Linked DNA regions of Mus musculus: region 1 is linked to region 2. A link is a contact called in public Hi-C data. All regions are on one chromosome and are shown on one strand. The core of a region is the stretch at or near the end of the contact, and the rest is flanking DNA. Distances in the headings are between cores, read along the strand shown.

Evidence for each region. A called contact is a pair of places that touch in the nucleus more often than the background predicts.
Region 1: a contact with region 2 is called in a Hi-C map of the N1E-115 cell line, with 3 times the contacts expected there. The contact joins two enhancer-like sites. A contact is called at or near these places in 1 of 15 datasets of contacts at CTCF or cohesin (the NIH/3T3 cell line) and 1 of 484 Hi-C or Micro-C datasets (the N1E-115 cell line).

What each region holds. Positions count from the first base shown.
Region 1 is chr4:66,481,236-66,484,317 of GRCm38.p6, reverse strand. No RefSeq gene overlaps it. Among named protein-coding and RNA genes, the nearest start is that of Gm25480, 61 kb to the left of the region's middle. Within about 2 kb of position 1,452, at least 51 of the 459 cell types and tissues checked have an H3K27ac peak or open chromatin away from gene starts, as enhancers often do. A contact at or near this core is called in the N1E-115 cell line, where this site is marked.
Region 2 is chr4:66,170,369-66,173,782 of GRCm38.p6, reverse strand. The region is part of intron 3 of Astn2 (astrotactin 2); the gene reads left to right. Among named protein-coding and RNA genes, the nearest start is that of Astn2, 230 kb to the left of the region's middle. Within about 2 kb of position 2,117, at least 15 of the 459 cell types and tissues checked have an H3K27ac peak or open chromatin away from gene starts, as enhancers often do. A contact at or near this core is called in the N1E-115 cell line, where this site is marked.

The DNA.
Region 1 (3,082 bases), core at 203-2,702, 310 kb before region 2:
TATACGTGGGGTTGGCAAGATGGCACAGTAGATGAAGATGCCTTCCACTGAGTGTAACTACCTAAGTTAGATCCCTAGGACCAATTGTCAACTGAAGTAAGGTGTTCTGACCTCCACACCTGTGCCACAGCATGTGTGCATGTACTATGCATCACACACACACACACACACACACACACACACACACCCCTAACTAACTAAAACACAAATAAATAAAATCCAAAAAATTAATGTGGCTGGAGGCTGGCAGATACATTTAAATAGAGAATAGGGAGATTGCTGACTTAATACATTTATACAGAAGTTGTTTTGCAGGTGGCAAGCAGCCTTTATGACCCTAAGCAATTTTATCATTAAATCCAGTCATGTGCCTGTGTCCTTGCCCTTCATAGGTCCATCAGACATGCGTACATCACTGAGCTCGGCCCCCAACTCGGCTTTATGTTATCTCTGGTTTTCTCCAAGTACATTCTTGTTATGAGGCCGCACTTCTCTGCATGCTTACAGCTCTGTCTCCATTTACTCCATCCCCTGCCCTCCTCCCTTCTACTCCTCCTAGAGACACACCCACAGAGAATTCAACAGGACGCCTGCCCCGAAGGGGTTTACAATCTGTCAGGACTATGCTGAGCACATTCTCAAATAGAGATGAAGGTAGTCACGGGGAATTGTGCCAGATGGATGTAATTTTAAATGAAGGACAAGGTAAGTCATCTACTTAGGAAAGGAGGGAGTTGAGGACTTACAGGGAATGAACAGGGCTTAGATTGCAATATGGAGTCAACAGAAGATGAATGGAGGAATTGTCCATTTTGTGATCCTCTGAGGGTGGTTTTGAAATTTATCTTTCAAATTGCAGGAGTTTGGGTTGGGTGCTTTTGAAAGCCTCCATGGAGTCAGATTGCTCCCTTCTATCTCTGAGACACATGGGCAGAGGCACTTCCTCCGAGGTTCATTTTTCAGTTCGGTGGATGGAGACAGCAATCACTGCTGCTCATGACCCCCGCCCCCTCCCCCCCGACTCTGCTTCCCACGAGCACAGAAAGCCAGATTTCATCCACTTGTACCACCCACAGCCCAACTCCCTCCACTCACCCCTCCTACTCATTTTCCATGCTGGCCTCCTTTTAGCCCTAAGTCAACTATATTCTTGGCCTGCTCTGCCTGCCTTCTTGGCCAATGGTTCTGGCAGAGACTTAAGAAAGGTCAGATGGGAGGACTACTGGCCTGGGCTCCTACAAGCTGTGTCCTAGTTTGTTTGTTTTTTCTCTCTCTAAACTAAACTATCAGGGGTTGCCTCCTATGCCCCACCCACTTCCCTCTTCCAAATCCCTTTTCTGAGTCTGAAGAAAGTTTTTTCAGCCTGAGAAGAAACCTTCTGCCCCAGGCAAGCCATATCTAAGGAGCTGCCATCAGTCCCCATTGTCTGTGTCCTGGGATCACTGCCAAGGACTGTGACTCTTGGCTAGGGATGTAGAAGGGCCCTGTTTAATCCCATCTGTTCAGAGGTACAGAGAGAAGCCAGATCCCCTCCTCCTCCTCCTCCCCCTCCCTTCTCCCCTCCAACCCCAAGCTCCATGGATGAGTGGCCTTTCAGAGATGAAAAACTGGAGCCCTGTCAGGAAGACTTCTTGCTTGACAGAGGCAGGATCTAAATATAGTAAGGTACAGCTTAACTCCCCAGCAGAGCAAGCATACCCAACCAGCTCCTGCCTTCTGGGGTATCCTCCCCTTTTGGCACCTAGCCAAAACCCAGTACACACTGGGAATAGAGGCCGGTCATCAAATGCTCTGGATTAACCTTCCCATATCCTATCTAGTACCCCTCTTCCCACATAATGTCAATTAGAACCTACTGAGGCATTCTGGAGCCCCCTCCCTTCTGTCCCCCAATAGCAATAGATTCTCTTCTACTGCAAGCATCATTCCAAAGGCATGCCCACTTTTAAGAAGCCATCTTTAAGAATCTATCACATCACACATATTTAACTTTCCCTTTCTACGGACACTAAACATTCATGACTTTGTTCATTTCCAGGATATAATTACTCCCATTTTACAGATATCAACACTATGGCTATGCAGTAACTGATTCCTGAAAGCCCACCTGGTTAAGCAGTGTTTATCTCTTGCTTTAGAAAATCCCCATGACAACATGGAACTTGATTTGCTGGTTCCCTTTGGAATTTCACTTTATAATTCAACTGAAGGACTTCATGATATTTCTTTTATTTCATTAAAATATTTTTGGAGGCAGAGTTTCACATAACATAAATTAGCCCCAAATTTAATGTATAGCCCAAGCTGTCACTATACTGTTGATCATTCTGTCTCAGCATACTGGGTGCTGAGATTAAATGCAAGTACCACATCTGAGTCTTTTAATTTCATGAAGAATCATGACATATTGATTAGGTTTTTATTGTAACTGTTTTCAAATATACAACAATGGCAACCTACAGGAGGAATTATTTATTTTGTCTCAGGGTTTAAGAGGATTCAGTCTGGTGTGGTGGAGGAGGACCCACATCATTGAGGGTCAAGATGCACAGAAGCACAATGCATGAACTATACCACCTCTCTCCTTCTTCTTTATTTTGTCTAGAGGCCTGACCCAAAAGATGTTGCCTTCTACATTCAAGGTGGGTCTTTCATTCTCAGTTACTCTTCCCTTCTTGGTGTGCCTCAGTCTCCGAGCTGATTCTAAACCCAGTCACCTTAATCATATGACACCAGGAGTCTAATAACTTAGAAGCAAAACAGAGCAACAATGTGATAGCCCCATATAAAGTCTCCTGTGCTCACAAAGATGGCCCAGACCTCTTTCAGAGGCTCAAAAATATATTCATTTGGGTTCAGAAGCTACTATTGACAGGGATGGCCCTGGGGAAGACTCCTTTGTATTGTCCTGCCTCTGGGGGTTGCTAGAGCTCATGAATTCTTCTGACTTATAGCTATTGCAATCAACTTCTGTTTCTGTCTTCATAAGGCTACCATCTCTATGTGTTTGTGTCCCTGAATCTTCCTCTTTTTTTTTTTTCACTAACACATCAGTTATTTCATGTAAGGTCTTCTTCAGTTC
Region 2 (3,414 bases), core at 868-3,367:
TCTCTTCTCATTGTGTTAGCCACCATTTGGCATATTGTCTGTATTGGTATGTCTATTGTTTCTATCCTTAGGAATTTTGTGTTTCGCTCAATGCTGGATGCTTATTATACAGAACGCTGCCTGTGACTTGTTAGATCGCAAGTAAATAATTAAGTGAGTGAATGAATGGAATCCACAAATAATTGCTCTAGTATGTTTTAATTCAGCTTCTCCTGGGATTGACAGAACCTGACTCTAGTTTAGATAATGGAAGTTAATTTCAGTGGCAGTAGGGATAATATTAGGTACTCTGTGTAGACCAAGTTTGTTGTCAATGTTAAATACATATAAAATGCAAAAAAAGAAGAAGAAGAAGAAGAAGAAGAAGAAGAAGAAGAAGAAGAAGAAGAAGAAGAAGAAGAAGAAGAAGAAGACTGTAGCTCCCATTTTCCCATGTTCTGATGAGAAAGCTGAGGCAGAACAAGCTCAGGTGTCCTGCCCAGGATTGGGTGGCTGTTGACACAGGACTTCTACCTAGGTGTATATCACTTTGAAGTCGTTTTTCACCAACAATCTGGCATCATTTGTGTGCAAGTAGCCAGCAAACAACGTTGTTCTGAAAATAACGATGTTATTTCTAAATATTTCCCAATTTCTAAAAGAAAGAGCCATTGCGTGGATATGGCGTGGATGTATACACTACTGCTGTCTTAAGGAGCTCTGATGAATCTGGATCTCCTAGCCCCCGTGAGAAACCCCTGGCTATCTTGAGAAATATTTTGTCATGAAAATTACTAGGTACTGTGACAGGCACACCTTCATACCAGGCTTCATCACCACGTACAAGATAATATGAAGCTGTGTGACTTTGGTCAGATCTGATCAATGACATCGGGATTTCTTCAAACACCCAGCAAGGCTTGCTTTGAGGAATCAGGTACCTGCAGCTGCCTTCACTAAACCAGGCACCTGTAGCTGTAGCACACCCTCGAAGCATCAGCTCCTGTCCTGAACAGTTAAGAATCCATTTGGTCCAAGCAGGGCTGGTGTGCCCTGCGTCTAAAAAAATTTTTTTTTGTTTATAAAAGGCACAGCTTATCAAATAGATAAATCAGGTACTGATACATTATTTTCTTAAACAGTTCTTTATTTTACAAAAGCATTTACCTCATTTACCGTAGGTCTCCTTTCAATATATAACTGTCTACTAGTACATGGAAAAAGACTAGGGCACTTAACTGACTTTTATCTTTCCTGGAAGTTTAGAGACTGTAGCTTTAAAGACAGCAAAGACATAATGCATGGCTTTCTGAGACCAGCCAGTAGTAGGATTTTTAAAAAGTGCTTGGGACAGGGAAGGTACAGGCATGAATGCCGTTCTCAGTAGTCCTCAGAGAGTGCCTTGTTCTAGGCCAAGTTGACTGACTCTCTTTTAGTCTTCATTTATGTCTTTCTTTTTTTCTTTTTTCTTTCCCTTTTTTGTCGATGATACTGGTTTAACAAGAATACAGACTGTCCACGCTTTGATCTTGGGATGCCTTGCATTTGAAGAATCTGGTTCAGTTCTATCCCTTTTTTAAGTCGGACTTTTTCTATCTCTATGATGAGCAACTTGGACCTCTCCAGGTCTAAACCTGCAGTTTCCAGTTTCCTTCTCTTTTGCTAGTATACATGTGGCAGGGACCAGAAGTTCAACACCATGTGACTGGTGGGCATGGCTAATGGGGTACATATGGAAAGAGATGTTCTTAGGAACCTCCCACGCCTCCCCCCCATACACACACTGAAAGAAGAGATTTAGTTTTATGTAAACTCTATCTACTGAGGTCCCTCCAGAGAAATGATGCAATGGGGAGGAAAGGCATTCTAACTAGCAATCAGAGCCTTCTAATCAGTGCCATAATCCAGTCCCCAGTCCATGTCAACAGCTTCCTGGCTCCATGGCTGTTCTGCAAGTGTCCCACAAGGAGGTCAGCAGAGAGAGATATCACTTCCTCCTCATTTCCCTGGTGAATGAAGCCTTCAGAGACCAGATGCAGCCACTTCATTATAATTACGTTAAGTGCCGCCTGATTGGCGCTGTTCATCACCCTGGGGAAGAAGCCTGGCCCAGTGGACAGACAGGCTGCCTGCTTTGGCTCAGTGCGGCTCCAGCTGTGTCCTTGGCAGTGAAGGACGTGGTTTTCCTTGAAGACCACAGCTCCTCATCAGGGAAAATAGAACAATGCCTGGGGTGGGAGTAGAGTACTGTAGTGATCCGTGTTCTCAGGTTCTTCTAGAGAGAAGAGGCTGCCATGCACTTTACCTGCTCTTAGACAAGGTAAGATGCTCAACCTAAAAGGGAAAGCATACCTGTATTAGCTTGGCTTCTACCTGACATCTCCAGTCTTCCTGTACATCATGGAGGAGAAACAATTGCTGCATTGTGCTCTCCCATGGCCAGAAAAGGAAGTCTCCATTTGTAGGAGAGTCAGAGGCTTACAGAGAGCCCTCTTCCAACAACTGTACTTCTACCACCCCAATTCTTCTTGCATAGTATGTGGTACAAGGTTGTGGGGTTTTTACAAGTGAAAGAGTAAGACTGATAAATCTGGAAAGACGTCATGAGATGGGCTTCAACAAGGGAATGTGAAGCTGCAGAAAATTCAAGCATGAAGGTGAAGGGGTGGAGCCAAGATACCACTGCAAAATGGTGAGCAGGAGCAGGACTCTGATGCAAGTCTGCCCACACCCGCCAACTCTTGAAATCTACTGATATTTCGTACCTATGAGGGAAAATTAGAAAATGTCTGTGTCTCTCACTGTCCTCATTTCTAAATAGGGAAATGGAAAAAAATCACATGCATTTCCAGGCTGTTGTAAGGCGAAATGAGTTAATGTGTGTCACTAGGCTTTGAGGAGTGCTTATTGCAAAAGAAAGTTTCAATTACTGTTCCTTTTTTTAGTGTGTGAGTCCTCTGCAAATAGATCAGGCACTCTGTTTCTTCATTTAGCTCTCACAAATAGTCAGCAACTCATTCATTCATTCACATACTTCACAAATAGTCATTAGGGCTCAGAGAAAAGGTGATGATGGCTGGCATAGCTCTGTCCTTGGAGACGTTATCCTCTTATGGGTGACATCAGACTGGAACCTTGAGATCTGTACCAGTATGTATGTCAGGCACTTACTGATTTCATTAATCCAGGAAAACCCCTTGATGTGTGATTTTGGTGATGACAGGAAGTGCTTGACCTGGGTTTTGACTGTTGAAGAAGGTCTTTCTGAAAGAGAAAGATTTAAGATGCAGCTAGAGGATATACGGTACCAAAATAAATCAGGGGAATTGGCTCCAACTGAGGATCAGTTTATTTCATGGTCAGATAGGAGAGTGTGCCTAGAATTCCTAAAATGAGTTTGGGTCAGAGTGTTCTGTAGAATATGAGGGGAACTGA